Regions from separate parts of the Gossypium hirsutum genome. Here region 1 is linked to region 2. Evidence: chromatin contacts called from public Hi-C data. All regions are on one chromosome and are shown on one strand. The core of a region is the stretch at or near the end of the contact, and the rest is flanking DNA. Distances in the headings are between cores, read along the strand shown. Region 1 holds the start of LOC107950626 (probable dolichyl pyrophosphate Glc1Man9GlcNAc2 alpha-1,3-glucosyltransferase). Region 2 holds the start of LOC107950655 (protein PAF1 homolog).

Evidence for each region. A called contact is a pair of places that touch in the nucleus more often than the background predicts.
Region 1: a Hi-C map of leaf shows a contact between it and region 2, with 2.3 times the contacts expected there. The contact joins the promoter of LOC107950626 here to the promoter of LOC107950655 in region 2. A contact is called at or near these places in 5 of 34 Hi-C or Micro-C datasets (hypocotyl and leaf).

What each region holds. Positions count from the first base shown.
Region 1 is chrD03:11,688,111-11,693,672 of Gossypium_hirsutum_v2.1, reverse strand. LOC107950626 (probable dolichyl pyrophosphate Glc1Man9GlcNAc2 alpha-1,3-glucosyltransferase) reads left to right here and starts at 1,889. Exons shown (of 9, transcript XM_016885506.2): 1 at 1,889-2,139; 2 at 2,267-2,365; 3 at 3,113-3,175; 4 at 3,273-3,372; 5 at 3,495-3,547; 6 at 3,830-4,579; 7 at 4,869-5,075; 8 at 5,370-5,562. The coding sequence starts at 3,839.
Region 2 is chrD03:11,411,969-11,416,798 of Gossypium_hirsutum_v2.1, reverse strand. It overlaps LOC107950655 (protein PAF1 homolog), which reads left to right and starts at 1,293. Exons shown (of 12, transcript XM_016885537.2): 1 at 1,293-3,210; 2 at 3,854-3,922; 3 at 4,205-4,312; 4 at 4,402-4,582; 5 at 4,673-4,749. The coding sequence starts at 2,357.

The DNA.
Region 1 (5,562 bases), core at 640-3,139, 280 kb before region 2:
ATGCTTTATAACTCTAATTTAACGATAAAAATGAGTTAGGGGTGTTACAACGCTTGCATGGTCTATCCTACTTTCTATCCCTAATTACTTTATGTAGACAATTAAGATTCCATTACTATTTGCACTAAAATTGAAAAGAGTACTTGAGGTTTCATTTGGGGTAAGGATACAGGTGGTCATAAACCATATTTGGTTAATTGATTTAATTGTTGTCAACCATTATCCAATAGGGGTCTTAGTCTTTGTTGTCTTAAAGTGCAGAACGACTGTTTCCTTCTAAAGCTAGGGTTCAATTTTCTCACAAATAAGCAAGCATTGTGGGTTCAACTTCTCCGTGCTAAATATAAAGTCAAAGACGTGTGTCCGGTGGACATATCGAAGGGTTTGTGTTCCTTTGTTTGGAGGTCGCTTGGTCTGTTGGTGATCCAATCATAGTATGGATAAATAATTGGGTCTCGAAAATTAGTCATTTTATTAACTTTTGCTGTAATATGGATCTCATTAATATGGATACTACCCTTTGGGAGGTTACGTTAGTTGACGGTAGTTGGGATTGGAATTTTTGGCATTGTATGGTGGATAGAAACGTTGTTCTTTATATTGTAGGTATCATGCCTTCGAATCCTTCTATTGGGCAAGATGAGCTAATTTCCACATGATCTACTAACAGTGAGTTTACTATCAAATCGACATACAAACACCTGATGTAGAACTATTTGAAACCTGTAGACAGCAAATGGAAATTGGCTTGGTCTTTTGAGGGCCCTCAACACGTTAGACAATTCTTCTGGTTAGTTTTTAAGGAACGATTGCTAACGAATGCCGAAAGATTCATAAGAGGAATGGTTGGCAATCCTTATTGCTTAATTTGTGGTAATTCTGAAGAATCTATCATCCATGTTTTGCAAGACTGTAACAAGGCTCGTGTTCTGTGGAAACAACTTATCCTTGAAAGATGTTTAATGCAACTTTTTCCATCCTGTTATTAGACTAGATCACTTTAAATTTAAGGAATGATCTTGATCTAGTCTATACTGAGGTAAAGTGGCAATCTCTGTTTGGTATAATTTGTTGGAATATGTGGAAACAAAGGAATATGTGGATTGTTCAAGGGGTGGATGTTGATTTAAAGCATATTCTTATCTCTTCATAGAGTTGGGCGAGTTCTATCAAGCATTGTCTTATTTCATCTGTTGGATCTTCTAGGAGCTTTAGCCGTTACAATAATTGGAAACCTCCTCCGTCGGGTTTCGTTAAATTAAACACGGATGGGGCAAAATCCTCGAGTTTGGGATTTCCATCAGCTGCTGTTGTGGCGTTAGATGTTATGGGCAGATGGCCTGGAGGTGTAGGCAAAATATTGGAAGATGTAGTGTCGAGCAGACGAAACTTTGGGCAATTTATGACGCCCTTGTGTTGTCTTGGGATGCTAAATGGGATATTATTATCGTTGAAATGGATTATGCCTAAGCCCTTACAGCAATTTCGAACAAATCTCGTGGTAAATTGAACAGTGATTTAGTGATAAAAATAAAGGAACTTTGTAGCAGAAAGTGACAGATAATTTTACAAAATGTCCCAAAAGAAGTTAATGCTACAACTCATATATGGGTTGGTGCAATGCAAAAGATCTCATATGGTTCTATCAGGTTCAAAGAGATCCCAACATAAATCATTGAGCAAGCTTAATTTAATGACAACCAATTTGTAGTACAACTGCTTTATCTTTACAATTGATTTATAAAAACGGGGTGCTTTATCTTTACAATTGATTTATAAAAACGGGGTATAGAGAATAATAGTACACATTGAGAACCAAAAATAAAGTATAATAGCCAAATTAATAAAAAATTGTACAAATATCAAAGTGATAATTTAACAATAGTACGGGTCGTTTATTTTTCAAACTAATATTTTTGGCCACGTGGTCTCCTATTTCGAACAAAAGGAGTTTGGGCGAGTTGAAGTTCCCTTCTCAATTCCCATTCTATTTCTCCATTGACCTCTCTCTCCTGATAATCACCATTGAAGCGAAACCAAAGCGTATCTCTTCTCGTCTCTGAATCTCATCAATCAGCAACTGAACAAGAAAACTTACAATTAACTACTGCTGTCTACTGCTACTAGTCTACTACCTAGGTACTTAATTTGTTCGTTAATAATATGAATTAATCTGGTACTTAATTTGTTCGTTAATAATATGAATTAATCTATCAAACCCTAGAAATTCTAACTCCTCACCGTCTTTGCTAATCGTTTAGAACAGCACTATAGGCAGCTCATAGTCAGCCACGATGCCGTAGTGCTAGGAACTGCTCTCAACGAACGCATCCTCCGCTCTCTTCTTTCTGTTCATCGACTCAAGGTCTTCTTTTTTCTTTTTCTTCCCATTTACCTGCTGCTATAATATATTTCCTATCTTCTTTTCTTTGTTTTTCTTTTAAGTAATTGATTTCTGATCCTAGATCTTGATGGGTACATCTTAGATTTGTGTACGGATCTGTTGGATATCGTTGCCATTGATTAAGGCAAACACCACGTCTATGCCTATCTTTCTTTTTCTCTCTCTCCCCCCTCCTTTTTCTGCACCATTCCTTATCGAGGTGCCTTTGATTAAGGCATGGATCTGTTACATTTTAACGAGGTTGCTGCAAATAGGATATGTTTCCCCTAAAATTTTCAATCCTCCTGTCAGTAGCTACAACGATGCAATTATACTGAAATAAATCAGTTTAATCTAATCAAGGGATGCCAACTACTGACATCCCCCTGTCAAATGTGAAAAATTCTCATGATCCTGCTTGTATAGTTGATCATAGTTCTTTTTTTGAGTAAAACCTCTTTATCGTCTAACCATCCCCAATTGCTTGCACTATGTAACTCTTGAAAATGTTTGTGCTAAGGTAAAGTGAGTCTTCTAGATAAGCTTGGTTTTCCTAAATGCTTTACTTGTGAAAGGAAATGCAACTTGTTTATTCTATAACGTTGATTTCAAAGTAGAAAGTGTCTTTTGTTTCGCTCTTTTTGGAAAATTACAAAATGGTGCTAGATATTTATTATATTACTTTTGTTGTTTGTTCATTTCATTTGGTGCTGTTCATCATGCATTTAGGTTCTGCATATGGATAGGAACAAGTACTATGGAGGAGAGCCTACATCACTCAACCTGATTCAGGTTCCATTTTCTGCATAGTCCAAAGGCCCAGCTAATCTATTGATTTGTTTTCCTTTATTTATTTATTAATTAATGCCTTTAAATTATTTGTTGGCAGCTCTGGAAGGCAAAGTTAGTGGTGTAACATCTGAAGGTGAAACTGCCAGGTGTAAGAAAGTTGTTTGGGACCCTTCCCACTTGTGAAAGAAGGAATTACTGTACTACTTTTTTCTTTACCTTAGCATTTTCTCAATTGGAAGCAATATAACTCATGATCTTATGAAGTTTTTCTCCTTCTTTCATTTTAAAGAATGCTGAAGAAACAACTCTTTCTCAACAGGTTCACTTGCAGATTATCCTGCCACAAAAGCAGTTGAGTCATAAATCAGACATGTAAGTTCACTTTGGAATTTTTCTTAATAGGAAGCTTTATTAAAGTAAGATATAAGGGGCTCTCAATGATTACCATATATGAATTTTGCGATTTGATTAAATAGAACTATATCTGGCACCTTTCTTGTTCCTGGTATCCTTTATTATTTTCTCTTCATTTTTTTCCTGGCCGTTTGGGGTGTATTTTGACCTAAATTTCTTTCCATGTCAAATTGACACTACTCGTCACTTAACAGTACTGCGCTCAATTTGTGAAATTTTACTGTTCTTTTGACTTTACAGTGTAATTGTATGATGGAAATGCAAGAGAGTCCACAAACACCCGTAGTCATGGCGCAGCTTTCTTGGTTTTTTGGCATAGCCACAATTGTAAAGCTTCTACTAATCCCATCCTACCACAGCACGGACCTGGAAGTCCATCGCCACTGGCTGGCCATTACCCACTCTCTTCCTCTCAGCCAATGGTACACTGATGAGACGAGTGAGTGGACCCTTGATTACCCTCCCTTCTTTGCCTACTTGGAACGCTTTCTTTCCATGTTTGCCCATCTAATTGACCCACAGATTGTTCATCTCCATCATGGCCTCAATTACAAAGCCAATTCTGCCATCTATTTCCAGAGGATGTCAGTAATTGTCTCAGATTTGTTTCTCTTATATGGGGTTTACAGATCAACTCTAGCTCTGGCATCTCTGAAGCGGAATTTGATATGGTTATTGGTGATTTGGTCTCCGGGACTCCTTATTGTGGACCATCTGCATTTTCAGTACAATGGGTTTTTGTTTGGCTGGTTGTTGTTGTCACTCTCATTTTTGGCACAAGGAAGAGATGTGATGGGTGGCTTTCTGTTTGCTGTGTTATTGTGTTTTAAGCATTTATTTGCGGTGGCAGCCCCTGTTTATTTTGTATACTTGCTAAGGCATTATTGTAGAGGTGGGCTGGTTCGGGGTTTTGCTCGGCTTTCAGTTATGGGGGCTATTGTTGTGGCAGTTTTTGCGGCAGCATATGGGCCATTTGTGTATCATGGACAGGTAGGTCATCCTTTGATTTACTTTTATGTGTTCTGGCTTATTCTGCAGTGAGTTTCTCTTTTAACCATATGATTTGCCCTTAGTTATGGGCTTTTTAACCACTGGCCCTCAATCTCTCCCTCTTGTCCTGGTTGCTGTTGTACTCTCTTCTCATTCATTTAGAAGTACATATTTTTACGCAAATTTTATGGTTTCACTTATTAGTCATGCTGAAATTGCGAATGTCTATAGCCATTAGTTTCCTTGACCTGTTATATATAGTGCTAAGCATTTTCCAAATACCTTGCAGATACAACAAGTCATCCGCCGGATGTTTCCTTTTGGCAGGGGACTTTGCCATGCTTATTGGGCTCCTAACTTTTGGGTTTTCTATATAATGTTAGATAAAGGGATTGCTTTCTTGTTGAGGAAATTTGGCTTCAATATTCCGGCACCAGTAGCTTCATTCACTGGTGGGCTAGTTGGCGATGCATCACCATTTGCCATATTACCTCAGGTAAGAAGGCTACTGAGTTTTTTTCTTTTCCAAAAAGGAGAAAAAGAAAAAGAAGGCTACTGAGTAAATATCATAGATTGATCTTATAACCCTCTCCCCTTACCAATCCCCTACGCTTATCCCTTTGGTAATCATGTCATCTCAGAACTGAGGAAAGGCATTGGCTGTGAGTAGGATTGTTAGATATAAACAAGGATGCTTGATATTTAACAGTTGATGAAATGCTATTTCCTTTTTGTCTGTGGTAAGTGTACTGATTAATCTGTCTTATATTGGATCTCCATGAAATGACAGGTAACACCCCTGACAACCTTCATTATGGTCCTGCTTGCCTTATCGCCTTGTCTTTTTAGAACTTGGAAGGATCCCAGGCCAAGGTTGATTGTCAGATCAGTCGCATATGCATACACTTGTGGGTTTTTATTTGGGTGGCATGTTCATGAGAAAGCATCACTACACTTTTCCATCCCCCTTGCTATTGTTGCTG
Region 2 (4,830 bases), core at 44-2,543:
GAAAACGGTTATGATAAGGAATTTTTATGTTATGGACTTGTTTCCATGTGTTAAACATGTTTTCATACTTTTTGTTTGACATATATCTTGCTAGGAGGCATATAGAGACATGATTGCATGACCTGGAATACTATTTTCCTATAGTTCTAGATTTATGTCTTGGGACTAGATAAAAGTCTTAAGACATGGTAGCCTGAGTATCGAGACTTGATTTTCAAGTCTCATGTAACACTCTATACCCAACTTGAATTAGAGACATTAACATTTTTAAAATTATGAAAATGAAATAAAATTAAAGAAATTACAAAATAAAAAATTTACAAAAATTGAATGAAAAACATTAAGAATAAAATAGTACAGAAAATTGCGAGAATAAATGTATAAGATTGGGAGAATAGATAAATAAGATTGAATAAATTTTTTTGAAAATAGACAGGTATATATAGGAAAAAAATGTCCTTTGGAGAAAAAAAATGTTGACATTGGAGAAAAAAGTGTTACCGTTGGTCAACTTGCCATTGATCCCAAGGTTAGAAACTCAACGACGGTGATATTCTAACAGTTTATATAATTTTTTTTAAAAATCCGACTTTGGTACAAGGCAACGCCATGTGATGAAAATGTGCTCTGTAATTTTTTAAACAACGCATTTTCACCTCTCTTCTCCATGTCACCTGAAAGCGCTTCCTACACGTGTTTTTTTGTCTTCTCCCTCCAAAATCGACTTATTTCTGTAATTTCCAAATAAAACGATATCAAACCTTAATTTTTTTTACAATTGACATATATGCTTAATTTTCTTGAAAATAAAGAGGAAGGAAAAAAAACAAAAGATAATGAAAATCTTATCATTGACTCTCCAAAATAATCTTCAAAGCAAGAAACGGTGGTCGGCAATGGTTAGAGACAATGATCAACAACAATTAAGGTTGAAACTTGAGATGAGAGAAGAGTTGAAAAGAAGTAGAGAGGCAGCCGTTGGCACATGTGATGCTGGAGTTTGCAGAAAACACAAAAGAGAGAAAATTTTGAGAGAAAGAGAAGAAGAGAGACTAAACTTGGCATTCAAATTTTTGCATAACTGCTTCTTGGGCCCTTGGGCAATTATAACCACCAGGCCGTTACAACCAATTTGAAATTTTGTTAGACATGTGCAATATTAGAGTGAAACGCACCATTTTACTCAATTCCCTTCATCAACACTGAAACGCTGCGTCTAACCCTCCCTTAAACTCTACGTTTTTTTGAAGTTTCTAAACATAAAAGATTAAACACTGTCGTTTTGTTAACGAACTTAACAGCTAATTAAGACTTGAGAATTTGACCCGTCTCAAAATGGCAGAGCAACGAGCAGCAGAGTTGTTCTTTTCTTCTTCAAGTGTTTTAGTAGGTACAAGACAGATTAAGGAATTTAGGGGTTTTTTTTTTTACTTTATTATTTTAGGTTGGGTGATTGGGTTGGATTGATTAAATTTTTTAGGGTTTGGTATGTTTTCGATGGATTTGGGTTGCAAAAGTCGGTTTAACTGGATTAAATTTTTAGGGTTTGGTATGTTTTCGATGGATTTGGGTTGCAAAAGTCGGTTTAACTGGTTTTGCATTGGTTCATTCAGTTTATAGATCGCGGTTCAACTGTGTTCACGACTCAACTAGTTCTCATCCTAACTCCGGATTTCAATAACATTGGAAAAAACAAAGAAATAATCCTGAATATATAAAACCCAAAAATAAATCCGAAGTCAAGTAAAAGAGGATATTATCCCCTTCTCCGTTCCGGCAAACTTTTTCCGGTCACTCACTCACGCATTTTGGTTTTCGCTTAGAGCTGTAAATAATAAACATATATTAGTTCGGATTTCAATTGGTTAGGTTTCTTTTTTCTCCCTTTAATAAAGTAGGAGCTGGTTTTTGCTTTCAAGTATTTACTGATTAGATTCCAGATCAGTCTCTATCTCTTTCCTAGGGTTTGTGGAATTGAGAGTTCAATTCGTTGCTCTGTTTATCTCATTTAACGCTTTCTTCCCACAAATTTTTTTGCCGACCTGATTAAATTAAAAATTTTTGGCGGTTGATTTTGCTAGGGTTTTAGCTACTTCAGCTGAATTCTGGAAATTAGGATTTCAATGTTTTGAATCTATTCCTTTAGGGTTTTTTTTTCTTGAAAGGAAAATAGGAAATTTCAAATTCGAGTTGAAGGTTTTCCAATTTGAATAAATTTCTTCAAGAAAACTAGGAGAAAAAAGAAGCCCAGAATTCAAAATCTCAAGTTTCATGTTTTACTGTTCTTTTATGCGGCTTTCTTATTGATTTGTCTCTGTTTTTGATACTGTGATAAAGTGAATAAAAGAGAAGAAGAATGGCCTCGTATAGGTCATTCCCACCACAATCCTTTCCTCCTCCACCCTCACCAAATCAAAATCCTCTCCCACCCCAACAACATTATGATCAAAATTACAATCAAATGAATTTGAAATCAAATTATCATTACCCTTCTTCAAGACCGCCCCAACAACAGCAGCAGCCACCGCCTCCTCCACCTCCACAGCAGCAATATTCTTATCCCCCACCGCCTCCGCCACCTCTGGATTCTTCCTATCCACCTCCCCCACCCCCTCCTCTGCCAACAGTGCCGCAAAATACCTTCAACTCACAGCCACCAATATACTATCCACCTTCACAGTACTCATCACAGTATGGCAATCAAGCAATGCAGCCACCTCCTCCACCGCCTCCCCCAAGTTCTCCCGGTTCTTCAATCCCTCCACCTCCTCCTCCCAGTTCTCCTCCACCTCCGCCTCCTCCAAAGGAGAGTGCTGGGGACAAGAGGTTAAGTGAGCTCAGTAAAGTGGGGAATAGGGATTTTTCAGGTTCTGGAAGGCGTGAACATGGGCATTCCAATCACAGGATTGGTGGTAGAGAGCACAAGCCAATGGTGCCCCCTGTAAAGAACCCAAATGTACATACAGGAAGAGTGGAGACAGAGGAAGAGAGGAGGTTGAGGAAGAAGAGGGACTTTGAGAAGCAAAGACAAGAGGAGAAGCATAGACAGCAGAAGAAGGAGTCGCAGAAGGCCCAATTAATGTCTTCCAGCAAAGCGCATGGTTCAATGATAGGCTCACGGATGGGAGATAGGAGAGGTACACCATTTTTGAGTGGTGAGAGGATTGAGAATAGATTAAAGAAGCCAACTACGTTCTTGTGCAAGTTGAAGTGAGTATATGGAAATGATGTTTTCTTTCTTCTTTACAGTTTTGTTTGATTCTTAGGCCATACCAAATTTAGATATCAAACTTGTTAAATTTCACGTTTGTCATATCTAAGTTAGGTATTAAACTTTTCAAATTTCTTGTTTATGATCCTGCCTTAATGAGTTTATCTAGTTTAGGTTGAATGATTCCTTCTCTTGTCCTACTTTTGCCATTTATGCTGTTCTGGAGATATCCATGGATGACTTAAGATGGAATTCGATAGAGTAATTAGTGATGTATATGGCTCTGATATTGGCATTGGCATAAGTAGGTTGATGAACCATGGATTAACTTGAAAAAATCAGTACTTTTCTCTTCATGTTGAATCTGCTCATATTGTAACTACGGTAGTTTTGATAACAATGGGATTTTGATTTTTCCTTTTGTTTTATTAAAATGATCTTTCCCACTGTTCCTTGCATTTGCATGTATAATAATACATTTTGGCTGAACACTGTACTTGATCATTAATTTCTTCATGCAATTTCCTTATTTTCCCATGTGAAATTTCTTTTTCATTTTGGAAAATGTTCCTTTGGATTACTTGTTTGACTATTTAGCTATGCGGTTCACATCTGATAATGACAAACACTTTTATCATATAGATTCCGAAATGAACTTCCTGATCCATGTGCACAGCCCAAACTTATGGCCTTGAAGAAAGATAAAGATCGGTAAGAAATAGTGTTTTGCTCCAAAGAATGATGACTGTATTTTCTGCTTTTAAAACTCCAGGATCCAAATTTTTTTTTGATTGTCTGATTGAATGTATTTTCCATTTTTCTTTTATTTTTGTCGTTAGTTATCTATAGTTAGTATTCCTTTATCTGCAGAGAAAAATATTATTGGACTTGTAAAAGTTTAAACTTAAAAAATCTGGTTTTGGTCGTTGGTCTTGATGTCATGATTTAATTCCTTTCTGAGATTTCTTGTTAATGTATACGTCTTTCTCACAGGTTTACAAAATACACCATCACCTCTCTAGAGAAAATGTACAAGCCTAAACTTATTGTTGAGCCAGATCTCGGGATACCACTGGATTTGCTTGACCTCAGTGTGTACAAGTATCGTAATTCAGCTGCTTAAAATTTTTTCTTTTGCCTTTGCTTTTTGTTGCTATGGTTTTGATTCTCTTCTCTCTTTTTTTAATTAGTCCTTCTAGTGTTAGACCACCACTTGCCCCAGAAGACGAGGAACTCTTGCGTGATGATGTAGCTATAACCCCTATAAAGAAAGATGGCATAAGACGAAAAGAAAGACCCACTGATAAAGGTGTTTCTTGGCTTGTTAAAACACAGTACATTTCTCCACTTAGTATGGAATCAACGAAACAGGTAATTGCTAACTACCTGTGTTCATTTTTGATCTTCTGGATGATTACTTTTGGAAGCTGTGACAAAACTAAATATATGTGGGACTTGCAGTCTTTGACTGAAAAGCAAGCAAAAGAACTGCGAGAACTTAAGGGAGGCCGTAATCTTTTGGAGAACCTTAACAATAGGTTTGTTTTATTCAAACCTCTTCTGAAGAGAAATTTTATTGAAATCAGATTTGCTAGAAACTTGTGTACTTCCACTACCAC